Linked DNA regions of Sus scrofa: region 2 is linked to region 1. Evidence: chromatin contacts called from public HiChIP or PLAC-seq data. All regions are on one chromosome and are shown on one strand. Each heading gives the region's core, a stretch centred on a gene start, on an enhancer-like site or on the middle of the called end of the contact. The rest is flanking DNA. Distances are from core to core; before and after follow the strand shown. Region 1 holds the start of PLPP3 (phospholipid phosphatase 3). Region 2 overlaps LOC110261421 (a long non-coding RNA gene).

Evidence for each region. HiChIP or PLAC-seq counts read pairs in DNA pulled down with a chosen protein or histone mark.
Region 2: an H3K27ac HiChIP or PLAC-seq map of skeletal muscle shows a contact between it and region 1, with 14 times the contacts expected there. The contact joins the enhancer-like site here to the promoter of PLPP3 in region 1. A contact is called at or near these places in 3 of 5 promoter capture datasets (fetal skeletal muscle, liver and skeletal muscle), 4 of 47 Hi-C or Micro-C datasets (embryonic fibroblasts, fetal skeletal muscle, heart right ventricle and 1 more) and 1 of 2 datasets of contacts at active chromatin or transcription factors (skeletal muscle).

What each region holds. Positions count from the first base shown.
Region 1 is chr6:155,795,900-155,803,723 of Sscrofa11.1, reverse strand. PLPP3 (phospholipid phosphatase 3) reads right to left here and starts at 2,884. Exons shown (of 6, transcript XM_003127971.6): 1 at 2,117-2,884. The coding sequence starts at 2,255.
Region 2 is chr6:157,089,578-157,097,401 of Sscrofa11.1, reverse strand. The region is part of intron 2 of LOC110261421 (a long non-coding RNA gene); the gene reads left to right. Among named protein-coding and RNA genes, the nearest start is that of USP24, 130 kb to the left of the region's middle. Within about 2 kb of position 3,396, at least 3 of the 83 cell types and tissues checked have an H3K27ac peak or open chromatin away from gene starts, as enhancers often do. A contact at or near this core is called in skeletal muscle, where this site is marked.

The DNA of each region.
Region 1 (7,824 bases), core at 1,635-4,134:
TCGGGGAAGACACAGGGAGAGCTGGGGCAGATGAGGAGATGAAACGTGCAAACATACATCTTACTTACACCATCAACGCACAACAAGTGTCTTGGGGTTTCTCTGTGCCTGGCTAAACTATAGCTAATATAGGTGTGTCTTTTTTTGTGAATTCCTTCACACTCTTTCCTTTGATAAGAGACACCATCTCTTGGGACTTCCTTCTGAAATCACAAGGGGGGAAAGAGGAGGGGAGAACAATAAAACTGTCCAAAGGCTGTCAAGCATGTTCTGGCTCTGCTTTCCTAATCACCAAGTAGGAGGTAGGAAGGTACATGGAACAGACAGTGTAGAAAGAGTTCACCCTACCCCCAACAAAACACACCAGTAAATACTGGGAAGCCCCAGGCAAGTTTACAGCAAACAGCTTCAATGTGTTTATGTGTTCATGGTACTCCCCCAGGACCAGGGAGGGCTTTTAAAAATTCAATAGCTTGGCAGGGAGACTTTAAGTACTAATCTTCCCACTGTGCATAATGAGCCTTCAGTTGCCTTCAGGAAGGTAGGCCCCCCAGTGACAATGCCTTTACATAACATCTTAATGGTGAATTTATATGAAGAGATAGGAATGGGATTTGCCACCTGAACCACAGTTACCTTTCTTCCCTTCCCTAAAGCACAATTTGACCTTTGGCTGTCTGCTTATGCAAAGGGAGCCATTCTTATTTTTAAATTCTAAGTCCCTCCTTTCTCAGACTCACAAAATTGACGATGGACAGTCAAGCCAAGGACAGATGGACTTCAGGAAGGACTCTACTGCAGAAAGGGTCCTGAACACAGGGACGCTTAACTCCAGCCCCAGAAGTCTGGGCTTTGCCTACGCTGCATGGACAAATCCATTTCAAAGGGGACTTGAGCCTCCGTGCAGCAGTTAGTTCTATTTTAAGGGAACTGAATTGGGAACACAGATGTTTCTTCAGTTAGCAGAGTTGGCAGAACAGCCCCTGGACCAAATCCGAGTTCTTAATGCAGGAAGGGGCCTTGGAGAGCATCTGGTTCAGCCCACTCACTCAACTGATGAGGAAACTGAGGCCAAAGAGGCAGCAAGGTTGCACACCCCGCATGTGGCAGAGTGGCAGTATTGTGATGACAAGTCCAGCATGCTTTCCTTGACACTATGATTGGCTTAAAAAAAAAACAAAAAAACAAAAAAAAACTACGCCGACTTCCAAACCTCGGGGCTCCCGTACATTCCTGTCAGTAGTCACCCCCCGCCCTGGAGGCGAGTTCATAAATCCTCTTTACCAACTCCCACTCCAGTCCCTTTACTCCCACCTCTTTCAGCAGTGGCTTCCAACTAGCTGGGAAAACAGAAACGGGGCTACCGCCTCAATTTTCTGGGAGTACAATGAATTGTGGTCCTGAAGCATGACCCTGGCTAGCTTTCCCAATGCCTCAGTTTCCTCATCGGTGAAATGAACTTTCTCGCTCCTCCTGCACCGAGTCGGGGAGACGGCTGGTTAAAACGACCACCTGGCACACAGTAGGGGTCTGCAGAATCGGTACTCTGCATCAAGCCGGTAGACAGCACCCTCCCAACCCCTGGAGGGCGTTCACGAGAGCAACAAGTGAAGAGGCCGGCTTGCAAGTCCTGGGCCGAGGCAGCCCGGCGGAAAGGCTGGATGTTTACGTTCGGCCCTGGGAAGGCAGCGCTCTCCAGGCAAGAGCCCGGCGCTCCAGGAGATCCGTTTTACTCGATGGAAGGCAACCAGCTTTACGCCGGCTCTGGCTCCTGGTTCCACCGACTTCCCCTCCCTCTCCTAAGAGGACAAGCCCTCACCTTTCGTGGGGTTCTGCCTGCGTTTCCAACTGCAGGCAGCTTTTTAGATTGAGTGTCCAAGTGGCCCGCGAAAGCCTAGAGCACGCTCGACACTCCTTTACAGGCCGGGGAGGCGGCAGGATCGGGGAGGGCGGGAACCCGGGAGCGGGGAAAAGCCTGCGGGGCCCCCGGGACGGGCAGCACGGCGCGGCCGGGAGACGGGGCCCCGCGCAGGAGCGAGCGCCGAGCTTCGCGCGCAGCCCCGGGCCGGGCTGGGACGGGCGCTGAGGGCCGGGGGGACAGAGGGGCTGGGCTCACCCATGAAGAGGCAGAAGAGGTCCAGGCAGATGAGCAGCACCCGCTTGCTGCCGCCCTTCCTCGGGTTGTTATTGAGCGCCGGGCTGCCGCCGTTCTTGCTCTCCGCGACGATAGCCTTGTCGTACTTGTAGTTTTGCATGGCGCTGGCCAAGACGCCCCACGACTGCAGCCACACACCCAGACGCCGGGGTCGCCTCCCGACCGAGGCTTCTCCGGGCGCGGCGGGAGAGTGCGGCCCCGCTGCCCCGCTTCCAAGGGCAGGCGGTGGTGCTTTCTGCTCCCTGGTGCTCCTCCGCTTTTCCTGTCTCAACCCCGAATCGTTCGAAAGTCCAAGGGGAAGAGAGTCAACTCCCGAGCAGAAACTTCTGCAGCGCTGCGTTGCTCCGGACGCGCGGAGCTGGCGTGTCCGTGCGCAAAGCAGCGAGGGGGCAGCGCGGGCGCTCGGCCACCTTCCTCCGCAGCTGGTTGCTTAATGAATGGGAGCTGCGCGGAGCCCAGCCACCTCGGAGCGCTGCCCCAACTCCTACTTTCCTCCTCCTCCTGCTGCTGCTGCTGCTGCTGCTGCTGCTGCTGCTGCCGCCGCCGCCGCCGCTGTGATCGCCTGGGTTTGTTTTCGGCACTTTTATTTCATGAGGTCCTTTAAAAAAGAGAGAGAGGCAAAGAGAGGGACCTCCTTACTTGGCTCAGAAGGGATTCCGAAAGCACAGCCCCTTCCTTAAGCAGCCTAAGACGTAGGATAATTAAGGCCACATTTTCCCCCACCCCCTTCCAAAAAAAAAAAAAAAAAAAAATCCTAAAAGGAAAAGTTACTTTCAAACCAGAGAATCCGGGAGCCCCTAGCGTTCAAAAACACTAAATTGTCACAAAACGAGAAAAAAAAAATGTAAATAAAAAGAAACAGCCTTGGATCAGGCAAACGTTGAGGCTGTACAGCTAAAAAAGCGTTTCTCCTCTTTTATCCTCCTTTACATATTTGGGGCTTTCAAGTCTTTGTTTTGATTTGAATCGTTTCCTCCTGAAAATACTCAAATAAATTGTTGGGGGGGGTTTGTTTTGTTTGTTTGTTTGTTTATTTTTTGAGATCTGAACACTCAGCACTGGATACTGGGCTAGATTCTGAGGCTCCGAACAGGAAAAGGACTGCACTGGCTCTGGGACTAGATCCTGTGGCTTGGAATCCTGGCTGTGGCTCGGTGCCTCTGTTTCCCCATCTGTAAGCTGGAGATAATAACTTTCTCCTAAATAGAGTAATTATGAAGATGTCATTAGCTAATCCATAGACGCGCCTGGAACCGTGCTAGGTACATAGGAAATGCTGTGTAGGTGTTAACCTTTACTTTATTCCTTGTAGTTCCCAGCCCTCCAAATCCCTGCCAGTTCGGCTGGCCCCCAGCCTGCTTGTATCAGTATTGAGTGTTGGGGGCAGCTGTCCAGGGAAGCAGGAGAGCTCTCCCAGAGCTAGCATATCTCTAGCTTGGGGGGCAATCTAACGCTTTGCAGTAGAGGCTGTCATGTGCTTTCACAGTCTTCTATGTGAATTAATTCTCCCCCAGACAGAGCATAAACATTTCCAAGGCAAGGACCTTTCCTTCTATCTTCCATCATGTTCTAGATCATGATTTTTTTTACTGACTTGTTATAGGGTTCAGTATCCCTAGATCCAGCCACTTGGCCTTTCTCCAATAGTCCTTTCCCACTCCACACCCTGGCCTCTGCCTCCCTCTGTCTCTGCACATCCATCCCTTCTCTAACTACCAAAATGCTTTTCTTGCTTTAGAATCCTCTGAAATAGCACCTTCTCTCTGGGCCCTTTCTTGATCCCCGGACAGAATTAACTTCACCTTCAGCACTTGGTTTGCAGCACTCTTGTAGTACCTATTACAGTCTGATTTGGTGTTATAGTTAGTAAAGATGAGTCCGCTCTATAGATTATCAGCTCCAAACCCTCTCCCCAGTACCGCACACAGAGTTTGGTGCCTGCTGAATGAAGCTCAAGTCAGACTGCGTAGAACAAGTGGGCTGGTAAAGGAAGGCAAAATTGCTGTCTTCTGGAAGCAAGAGTAACTGAATCTCTAAGACAGCTCTGGATGAAGCTAGGGTACCTAGCTGCCCATCAGACACAGCATTCTCCTTTCAAATAGCAGCAAGTCAAAGCCAGGGAAACTAAGAGAACAGATTTCCTAGACAGCTTTTCAGTGAGAAATGCCTTCTCTTGACATGTTAAAACTGCGGAAACAATATGAGGCTGATTTCACTATTACTGACATTCTAAAAGGAATTCCCGGATTCAAGGGTCTTCCCTGGCCCACCAAATTCTCTTTGTTACGATAATCATCCTTGAAGGTCTAAATCGCCAAGCCACAGCTTTGAGAGCAAGTTCTTGTAACTTCAGCAGCCCACTCTGATCTTTCCCCTCCTTTGAGCTTCAAAAGTCCTAGGGCATCGGTGGCCCCTCAGACAGCCACTTAAATTCCACTGTATGGTACCCCGTTCTATTATTTGAATTTTACAGTTACCTCCCTTTACATTTCCTGTCTGCTTTTTCTTCTCTGTGAAATGACTTTTATTAATTTAAGAATAGACATTTTTAAAAGCCAGACTTTTACTGTAGTTAAATGGTATTATAACTCAGCAATCATTGTTGGGTCTCTTTAAAGTTACTGGATGGTAAACTTTGGCTGGCACTAGTTTGAATACTAGGAACCTTTTTGGCTCTGAGGTTCCCTGGATTAAACTCAGCTACTTATTAAGAAGGATAAAAATCTGTTATTCCAGGAGCCAGTAAAAGGGAAAATAAATGGATGTTTAAATAAGAGCTTTATATTCCCATTTACAAGGCTCCGTGGACTATTTTTCTCATAACAAAAAGATCACGGTGTTAATTGATGCGTGTAGTTGGATGCAAACAACTATTACATTTGGATAACTCTTCAAGGGAACAGAACACTACAGATATTCATTAAAATTGACTTGAACAAGTCATAATACAGTGTCACTATCATTCTTTAGACAAAAGGAAATAAAACAGCCTCCCAGGATGCATACATCTGAAGGCCTCTTTGCTTTAAATCCTAAAATTGAACAGTCTAACTAGCAAGTAAAATGCAATGGAACAAACTTGATTTAAAATGGTGTTATTTCAAAATAATTAAGTAGTTAAAATTCCTGGTAAACATAGCTTACCAAAATACACATCTGAAAATGACATCCCATTCACTAAGCCAGTCTGTATAAAAACTATTATAACATCAGCGGGGATAAATGCCTTTTAAAGATTAACTTATTATGTGTGGTAACAACAGCACATCATTCTTAAATAACTGATACCTCCCAAGAGATTTAAACGGCCTTCATTTCTAAGACCTCTTGTTACCTCATAATTTTATTTCTCTCTCTCTTTAACCCCTCGCATTTAATAATTAATCATTTTTTAAATTTTTTGAAAACGCATGAATTGGCTCTGGAAATATTTAAAGGAAAAGTAACTGCGTTTCTTTACTTAAAATTGTGTAGTCAAAAGGTCAGGGCCCAAATTTCCCAAGCCGTTGAAATTCACTTAAGGAGACCTAAGTTTGGGCTAACAAGTATTCATTTATCCAGGTTCTTTAAAAGCATTACATTCCACCTCTGGTGTTTTTTACCCTAAACCAAAACTTGTTGGGCTTACCCACTGCAAGTGTTGGTTTCAAATATCATGGGTGTTCCCACAGGCACTAGAGACCCCCCCCCCAAAAAAAAACTGCACCTAACCTCCCACCCCCCCCCCGTAAAACTCCTAAGACAAGGCAGGAAGAAGCTGAGGATTTGAGGTCTGAATATCTTGGCTGTGCTGTTTGACCTGAGATATACTAAACAAGCTCTCTGAACCTTCGTTCTTCCACTTTGCAATGGGACTGATATTTTCTCTGGTTCTGGGGACTCACAACTAATAATGAAATAATACATTGAAAATAGCTATTACACAATAGGTAGCTGACAAATGTTAATTGAATGTTAATATTTTAAATGAATATTTCTACAATATACCTACTTTAAATAGACATTAAAATGTATTCAGTATAGATTAATTTTTTTTTAATTTATTGGGTATAGTCGATTTACAATGTTATATTAGCTTTAGGTCCACAGCAAAGTGAATCAGGTTTTTAGTGCATATGATCAGTATTTGGTGAGTAATCAGATAAAAACAAAATATAATCATGATCTTTCCTATATATAGATTATTTTTTTTCTATATAGATTATTATAGAACATTGAGATCTCCCGGTGCTATACAGTAGGTCCTTGTTAGTTATCTACCCTATAAGTATAGATTAACGATAAAAGTCTTGGTAGCTCTTGTATCAGACTGCTTAGGTTGAAAATAAAGATATGACAGAGAGACAAAAAAAAAAAATATTTATCCAGTACTGACTCTGAATGTACCATTTAATTTTGTTCATTTTCCCCTAAATATAATAACACCTTCAGCGTCTCTATCTTTTTTTGAATGTGCAATTTCTTGAGATTTCTGAAGGTAGTAAATCAAACATGCTTATTTCTTCTAGACAATTTAGTTATACATTGTTTTCTTCAGGATCGGTTGTGAAACTCTAGAAAAGCTATTTGCTTAAACTAATAGTCTTGTACAAGAAAGAGTACTTTCATTTTAAAGACATTTTCACATCTATTATTTTATTCTTACAACTCAAAGTAGGTGGGGTTGCTATCATTAGCCCAATTTATGGATGAGAAAACTGAGGCAAGCCCATTTAACTGGCTATAAATGGTTTTCCCTGAAGGTAAAATGGAAATATTCTAACATTAGCTCACGCAGTGTAAATTAGAGCCCTTTACAGTTTATAAAGGCATTTACATTCACCGATCTCATTTCAGGTGAGTTAAGGCAGAGATTATCTTTGTTTTAGAAATGAAGGCATTGAATTTTTTTTTTTTTTTTTCTTTTTAGGGCCACACTTGCAGCATATGGAGGTTCCCAGGCTAGGGGTTGAATCGGAGGTGTAGCTGCTGGCCTACACCACAGCCACAGCAACGCAGGATCCGAGCCTCATTGTGACCTACACCACCACAACTCACGGCAACGTCGGATTCTTAACCCACTGAGCAAGGCCAGGGATTGAACCTGCATCTCATAGATGCTAGTCAGATCCACTAACCACTGAGCCACAACAGGAACTCCATAAAGGTATCGAATTTTTGAAAGATAAGGGATTTGCTTAAAGTTGGAGGTAAGGAGATTCCTGAAGCACTAAAATTCCAGATCTCTTAATTTTTAAACCAAGATTCTTTTCTTTACACCCTCAAAGGTGCTTAGAAATTTCTACTTCTCTTCTGTTTTCATAGAGTAATTTAGAGGGACTGCAGAATTAATCTCACGTCTTTATTAAAAAGATGGAGGAGAAGTTTTATGTTGTTTTGTATTTTCTTACAGACTTGGAAAAGACCAGCATGTTGCATCTTGTGTCACTGAAAAGAAAGATTTAGGTTCATGATTTGTCAAGCAGTTATTTGTTACAAAAAGGGAGCTTGAAGAACACAAAACAGTAGAGTTACTGTAAAGCAGCCTCAATTCATGTCAATATTTTTACCTTTCTGCAAGCAATAATCTTTTCTTTAGCTAGAAATTAGAGCAGTTAAGAGCCAACTTTATGAACATTCAAACAGTTAATGTTGTTCATTAAATCTTAAAAAAAAAAAAATCTAGAATG
Region 2 (7,824 bases), core at 2,147-4,646, 1.3 Mb before region 1:
GTGATGGCGTGATCAGGTGTACTCCTCTTGCATAGTGCACACTAGTCCCGCCCCCCACTCACCTCTCACCTGGATGTAGGGGGACCCGGCATCATAGTCTCTGGTTGGGCACCTGCTTCCCATGACAATGTGATACTGTGGAAGGACAGGCATGGATTTGGGGTGGAGAGTAACCCCCACCCCAGGTCTCTTTCCAGCCCTAATAGCAAGCATGTAAAAGACTCCACGTCAAGTACCCTTTAGGGTTCAGGGCTTGTTATGTACATCACATTATTAAATGTGATAAAGGAGGCACAAAACATGTGAGCATACACTCCCCCATTGTACACAATAGATTGAAACAAATGGAGATGCTGTTTTTCTGTTTTTAAATTTTTTATGTTATAGTTGATTTACATTGTTCTGTCAATTTCTGCTGTAGAGCAAAGAGACCCAGTCATAGATCTATAGACACTCTCTTGAGATGCTGTTTTATAGATTAAAAAAACAGTCAAATGTTGGCACTTTCATATAATTCAACAGAAAATACTGAGGAAGTGCTTCCAAAAGAGTTTTTCTCAGAACTCCAGCTCTTTTTTTTTTTTTTTTTTTCTGTCTTTTTGCCATTTCTTGGGCCGCTCCCTCGGCATATGGAGGTTCCCAGGCTGGGGGTCTAATCGGAGCTGTAGACACTGGCCTACGCCAGAGCCACAGCAACGTGGGATCCGAGCCACGTCTGCAACCTACACCACAGCTCACAGCAACATCAGATCCTTAACCCACTGAGCAAGGCCAGGGATCAAACCCGCAACCTCATGGTTCCTAGTCGGATTCGTTAACCACTGAGCCACGACGGGAACTCCTCAGAACTCCAGCTCTTAACTTTGGGAAAATACTGCATACTCAGCTGGGGAGTCAAATACACTTTAGTCAATTAAAAGCTTTGAAAAATCCTATATTTAAGAAAATCCTGCATTGTTTGGCCTCTTTAATCAGTGATTTCTTAAGTCACTCTTGTTTAATCAGTGACTTCCAGGCTAATTTGTGCACAGAATTCATTTTTCCCAAATGCCTCTTCGGCTCTCGGAGAATTAGCTTTTTACATTCTGCACTTTGGGAAACTGCATAGAATGCATGAGGGAATCCATTAGTGAATCCTTTTATATAGCATAAAAAGGTTTTTTTTTTTTTTTTCCTACAAATATCCGTATTGAACCGAGAGGTGGAAATGAAAAACGTTTGTTGAGTGAGTGAATGACTGTGAGCACTTCACATTTCCCTGAGCCTTAGGTTTTCACCTGCAAAATTCAGATGACTAGTTAAATGAGAAGACCCATGTAGAGAACATAGGAAGGGGTGTCAGCTGTTCACTTCTTCCCATTAGCATCCCTGAGATTGACGAAGGCAGCCCCTTGCCATGCAGAGGACACCTCGTTTCAGCAGCCACACGTGGGACTGCTTTGGTCCCGACGTGCAAACATGTTTAAGCCCAGCTTCTTGAGAGCTTGCATGGATATTAGAGTCTGGCTGAGTTATTTTTGTGTGTTCAAGAGAGAAGAAAATAAAGAGCAACATCCTTGTGTTGACACGAAGTGATTCTGGGTTGGAGATTGTGGGGGGGATGAGGGGTGTTGAGGAAGTGACCAAGTTGAAAAGTCCACATGGAACCACTTTTCCATGGTCTAATCTGGGAACCGTAACGCTCTGAGCTTGGAAGAGAGTTATGGCTCAGCGCAGGACTGATGCACTCGGGCCAATGTGGCCTCTGGCAGGGCCTTGGACACATCTGTCCTCCCCCTATCCTGACCTCCCTTTGGCAGCCTCATCTCAAGGCCTGGCAGAACCCCCAGAACGGATCTTTCTCCTGGCCCCCAGCAAGGCTCTTCGCTGACTTCCAAACATGTGTGACTAGTTTGGCCATCTGAGCCCGAGGCCCCTCAGCAAGGGGGTGGGGGCCTTGCTGGGGTGGGTCTTCCTCCACCTTGCACACTTGTCATGGCTTCCAGCTGAGTCACGTACCTGGTCCTCCTGCAGGACCCCTTCCCCAGGGCTCTTCCAACACTGCGAGGAGGTGGGTGAGGGTCCATCCTTATTTGAGACCGAATGCTGTGCCTGTTTTCCAGGTTGGGAGGGGCTGGTGCTTTGCCTAGGGCCTCCCGCCCACAGCCACTTGTGAGTTATGTAACCTTGGACAGCTATTCTGTTTGCCTTGAACCTCAGCTTCTTCGTCTGTATAATGGGGATAGTTATTGTTGTTTCATACCAGTCAGTTACCACACACTTATTGAGGGCATTATTCTGCATGCCATGCGCTGGAGACATGAAGATGAACTACAACTAGTCCCTGCCTCAAAGTTGGTGATACTTCTGGATGAGAAAGAACATGAAAGTAAGTGCCAAGCCCCAGGCCGGGCATCCAGAAAGAACATGAAAGTAAGTGCCAAGCCCCGGGCTGGGCATCCAGAACACGGAAATAACTGAGACTTGAAGTTCAGACATGCATGGCTTGAATTCCAGTTCTGATAGAAGTTGCTGTGTGGCCTTGGACAAGACATGGTTTCTGGTCCGCAGCTCCCTCACCTGTATGATGGGGAGGTTTGACTAGATTATCTTTTTTTTTTTTTCCCTCTGACATTCTATGATTGTATAAAATTATCAAGCTGGAAATGAAAAAGAGAAAATCATTGATATTTGGTCACTTGATGTCGTGTGTCAGCACCCAGTAGGTGCTGTGGCACCCATAATTCTCTCTTGGAAATTCTACACTGAAGACATTTTGGGAAGTCCTTTGCACTCTTGAGAAGAAAGCCTTTAGTGGCCTAGCACTTAGTGGCTGAGTGACTTCAAACAAATCACTCAGTGTCTCTGAACCTCCATTGCCTGTCATAAAATTGTGGACTTTTCTTCGTTGTAAGAATTAGAGATGGCCTGGGTGAAGTGCTGGGCACGGTAGACCCTCACCGTGTAGTCCTCCGGTCCAGCAGACTGGGTCCCTGACCCAGTGGTCTCTGCAGGGCCTCTCCAGATCCTCTGTGTTTGTTGAATAAATGAGTAGGTTTCACGGTTATGCTTTGTGACTTAGGCCCCATATGAGCATGTTTTCCTCTTTTGTAGGTGGCGTATAACAGGGAAATGGAAAGAACTTTAGACTCAGATGCAGGCCTGAGATATGGGTTATGTAGGGTGGATCCCACACATGAATTCTAAGTCCTTGGGCAAGTTGTGGTCCATCTTAGAACCTCAGCACCCCAGTTACCTCTGATGCAAATTGTCCTGCCTGTCTTGTTGGGTTCCAAGGTGCTCCAGAGAATCTGCGGCTGTGGAACGACTCTTGTAAACTCTGAAATGCTATCCCATGTAGGGTTGCTGTTGCCAGCAGTGGTTTGCAGAGGGCCATGAAGCTGCTGACATCTACCATTTGGCATTGGCTTGGAGGAAGGTCAGATGGTCCAGGGCTCAGGCGTGCAAACTGCTGGGATTTCACAGGCTGGAAACATCATCAGGAGATGCAAGTTGACCTCTCTTTGTCCCCAGGGGCACAATGTGCTTGGCTCACTGTCTTTATGGATGTTGGTGAAGCATTTATGCAGCACAAACAAGGCTTCCAGAGCATCCTAAAGCAATGCTAACTTTTGTACAGGGCTTCACAGTTTGCATATCATCTTTATAGCTATGTCATTTGGATTTCACAAAGGAAGGATTGATTAATACACCCATTTTACAGATGGGGAAACAGGCCCAGAGGCCCATTTGTTGAGCTTTTATCATGTGCCAGACATTGTACTAGGTGTTCTGTTTGTTTCCTTTTTTTTTTTTTTTTTGTCTTTTTATGGCTGCACCTGTGGCATATGGACGTTCCCAAGCTAGGGGTCGAATTGGAGCTCCAGCTGCCAGCCTACACCATAGCCACAGCAATGCTAGATCCGAGCCTCTTCTGTGACCTACACCACAGCTCATGGCAGTACTGAATTCTTAACCCACTGAGTGAGGCCAGGGATCAATCCTGCATCCTCATGGTTGCTATTCGGATTTCATACTGCTGAGCCACGACAGGAACTCCTTCCTCTTTAATCTTTATGAAGGATTTGAAGATGTAGAAACTGAGGCTTAGGAATGTCAGGTAATTTGTTCAAGGTCACACTGTGTATAAGATAGGGTAAGAGTTAAGATGCTCTAACAGAGACCTCAAAATACCATCGCTAAAACCAGATCCAAGTGGGCTGCTCTCTCATGTAACAGTTTAGAGGCACGTGCGTGGAGCGGCCACACATAACTCTGCCCTGTGAGCTACCTGTGTTCCTTCTCGTTTTGTCATTAGATACTCTGTTCGCCTTGAACCTCGGTTTCTTCATCTGTATAATGGGACCACACATAACTCTGCCCTGTGAGCTACCTGTGTTCCTTTTCGTTTTGTCATTAGAGTGTTGTCTTGTCCACTTGGTTGAAGCTGCTTGGCCACCACCACGTATGTGTTCCAGTCCATGGGAAAGTGAGAAAGTGAAGGGTGGGAAGTTTCCATTTACAATGTCTTGGCGAGAATATAGCCACACCAGGCTACAAAGGAGCCTGGGAAATGTAGCCACAAGCCAGGTGGCCATTTGCCCATCCCAAACTCAGAGAGGGGAGGTGTTCTGCCAATGCCTATCTGGCCATCTCTGCTAATACACAGTGAGTGGTGGAGCTGGGTTTTGAACATAGGTCTTTCTGCTCTTTCCATCCCTCCACACGTGTTGGGGAAGAGGGCAGATTGCTTCCCTGACTTCCGCTTCTCTCTAGTATCCCAACATCCTGGTCCATATTGTCACCTGTTACTATTAGTATAAATAAAGTATAACCAGGCATTTACTGTGTGCCAAACACAAAGTGCCTTTCATGCACTGCTTCAGTTAGTCTTCAATGAGAGTGAAAGTCTTTGTGTAGGGATCTCTAAAGGTCCAGCTGATCTGAAATGCTTGGTGACCCTGGGTGTGGGGATGTGTAGTCTGGCTTCTCAGCTCCTCCCTGCAGTTGTCATTGTTTAAGAGCTTGGGGTCTGTATAGGTCTTTCAAAGTTAGGGCACTTTCAGATGATGGACTGTTATCCAGCCAGCACAAAGACAAGGAAGATATTTATATACTGATAGGGAAGGATTGCCTGGCAATATTGGTAAGTGGAAAAAGAAAGGGGCAGAACACTGCATGCTACAGATGAGTAAGCATAGCCCAAAGACTTTTTTTTTTTTTTTTTTTATCTTTCTGTCTTTTCTAGGGCTGCACCCGTGGCATGTGGAGGTTCCCAGGCTAGGGGTCTAACTGGAGCTGTACCGCCAGCCTATGCCAGAGCCACAGCAATGCGGGATCCGAGCCGCATCTGTGACCTACACCACAGCTCACGGCAACACCGGATCCTTAACCCACTGAGCGAGGCCAGGGATTGAACCCATAACCTCATGGTTTGGTAAACAGGTGATTACAGGCATCACCTCCCAGAGAATGAGAGGCTGGGAGACCAGGAGCCAGAGGGACACTTATTCATTTTGTACACATCTTTGTATTTTGAATTTGGTACCGTGTGAATGTACGTCCCATTTTTTTCTAAAGTAAGAACAAAAAGAGAAGGCTGACCTTGGGGTATGGAGCTAGCTAGAGGACCCTGGTTGATGACCCTCAACCCCTTTAGAATGCCCCTTTCCTGATCTGTGAAATGGGGAATAAAGATCATGGCGCACGGTATACAGCAGGGTCCTACTGTACAGCGCAGGGAACTATATTTGATATCCCGTGATAAACCACATGGAAAAGACTATAAAAAAGAGTGTATGCTTATGCATGATTAAATCACTTTTCTGTACAGCAGAAATGAGCATGACATTGAAAACCAGCTATGCTTTAATGAAAACAATAGTGCAGACCCACCTCACATGAGCATTGCCTTGGTAATTGGCCTCCAAGTGCTTACAGAGCTCAGGAGAAATCGTTTGCCCCCGATGAACGTTAGCTGGCATTGTTATCCTCCTTCTTGGTGGGGATGTTCCATTCATCTCAAGGAGCCGTGGTGGAGGTTGTGGCATTATTGTCTTAGGCTCTAGGAAGAACCTTCTGCCAAGAGAGAGCGGTCCTTCATTCCACCTGTCCTTGGGAAGTGGCTGTCGGGAATTAGCAAGAGGAAGTTGGCGAGGTGCTCAAATGCTGATTTTTGTGGTTCCTGAAAACTGGGACCTGAAAAAGGATTGTCCATCCCTGGATAGCCCAAGCCCTGCTGGCATCTGGATTGCCTTGTTGTTTATTTCTGACCTTGGAAACACCAGGACCTAGACGGTGGGGTTACAACAGCTCTAAGGTCATTGGTCCAAGCCCCTCATTTGCTGGGTGGGGTAAGAGAGGGCCAGGAGGAGCCCAAGTCTGCATAACAGATTAGTGACCATGTTGGACCTGGAGTCCCCTTCTGAGTCTCAGCTCAGATTTTTCTCTAAACTTCTGGGGATGCACTTAAATTTTAACCAATCCTCAGTTGTGTGCTTTATTGGAGTTTTTAAACTTATTCATTCATTCCGCAGACTGATATTGAGCATCTGCGGTGGATCAGGCCAGTGCAGGAGGCCCAGTGGAGAGGAGGGGGAAGAGAGATGAGTTAGACTCATCCCTTCTCTGAGGGATTAACCATGGGGTAGGGGCAAGGAGGGAGGGAACAAGCTCCATGTGCAAGGGAAGAACAAAGTCCTGTGAGTTCAGAGGCGTGAGAGTTCCCACATGTGGACAGGAGGACCAGAGGGTGCTCTATGTTCATCCAATGTCATTCATCCATCCATTCATTCTAGAAACAGTCTCTGGAGGAAGGATGGCTATAAATGCATGTTGCCTACTCTTTATCTGCCAGATAGAATGCTTCAAGCTTTCACCTACATTATCTGATCCAAAATAATAAAGAGACAACCTAGAAGCAAGATGATAATATCAGACAAACCTCGGTTTAAATCCTAGTACCATCACTTTTTGAGCTGTGGAACTTGGGACAAATTCACTTAGTTGCTCTTCATCTGCTTCTTTATCTGTCAGATGGGGTTAATAGTCAAAGAATTATCCTGAAGTTTGGAAGAGATGGTGTTTGTAAACCATTCCACATATGGCCTGGCACAGAGGAGGCACTCAGTAAAAATGCTGGCTCTCTTCCCTTTCTGCATCCTTGAGAACTTTTTTTTTTTAAGAGGCAGATTATTGCCTACGGTAGTTTTTAGAATTGGGCTGTCTTCTCCGCAAAGGGAGCACTAATCTAGTATAACACTTTTGGCGCTTTGCTTCGCTAGTCTTCCAGGATGAAAGGGTGGGATGGTCACTTTCCTCTTTGTTTTCACTGGACCTAATACTCAAGGCTACATCAAAGAAAACTCTGCATGGGGAAGTGTGACTGCTGTCTCCAAATTTCCTTTGCACATTCCAAAGGGATTTGGGCTTCCGTTTTCTCTGGAGCAGGAAAACCAGAGCTCCACTGCTGCCACGGAAGATCATGCCAGGTCAGCCTTGGGCCCAAAGGTCTCTTTGACTCAGGGTTCCCATCTGGGGTAGTGTTATGGCTTAAATTGTGTCCCTTGCCCCAAAGGATATATTAACGTTCTAATCTCATGTACCTCATATTTCCTCTTATTTGGAAATAGGGTCATTGCAGATGAAATTAGTGAAGATTAGATCATACTGGAGTAGGGTGGGCCCTTAACGTAATGTGACCAGTGTCCTTATAAGAAGACCATGTGATGAGAATGCCAGGTGACAATAGAGACAGAGATCAGAGTGTTGTAGCTATAAGTCAAGGGAGGCCAAGGATGGAAGGCCACCAGGGAAAGCTCAGAAGATGCAAGCAGAGCTTCTCCC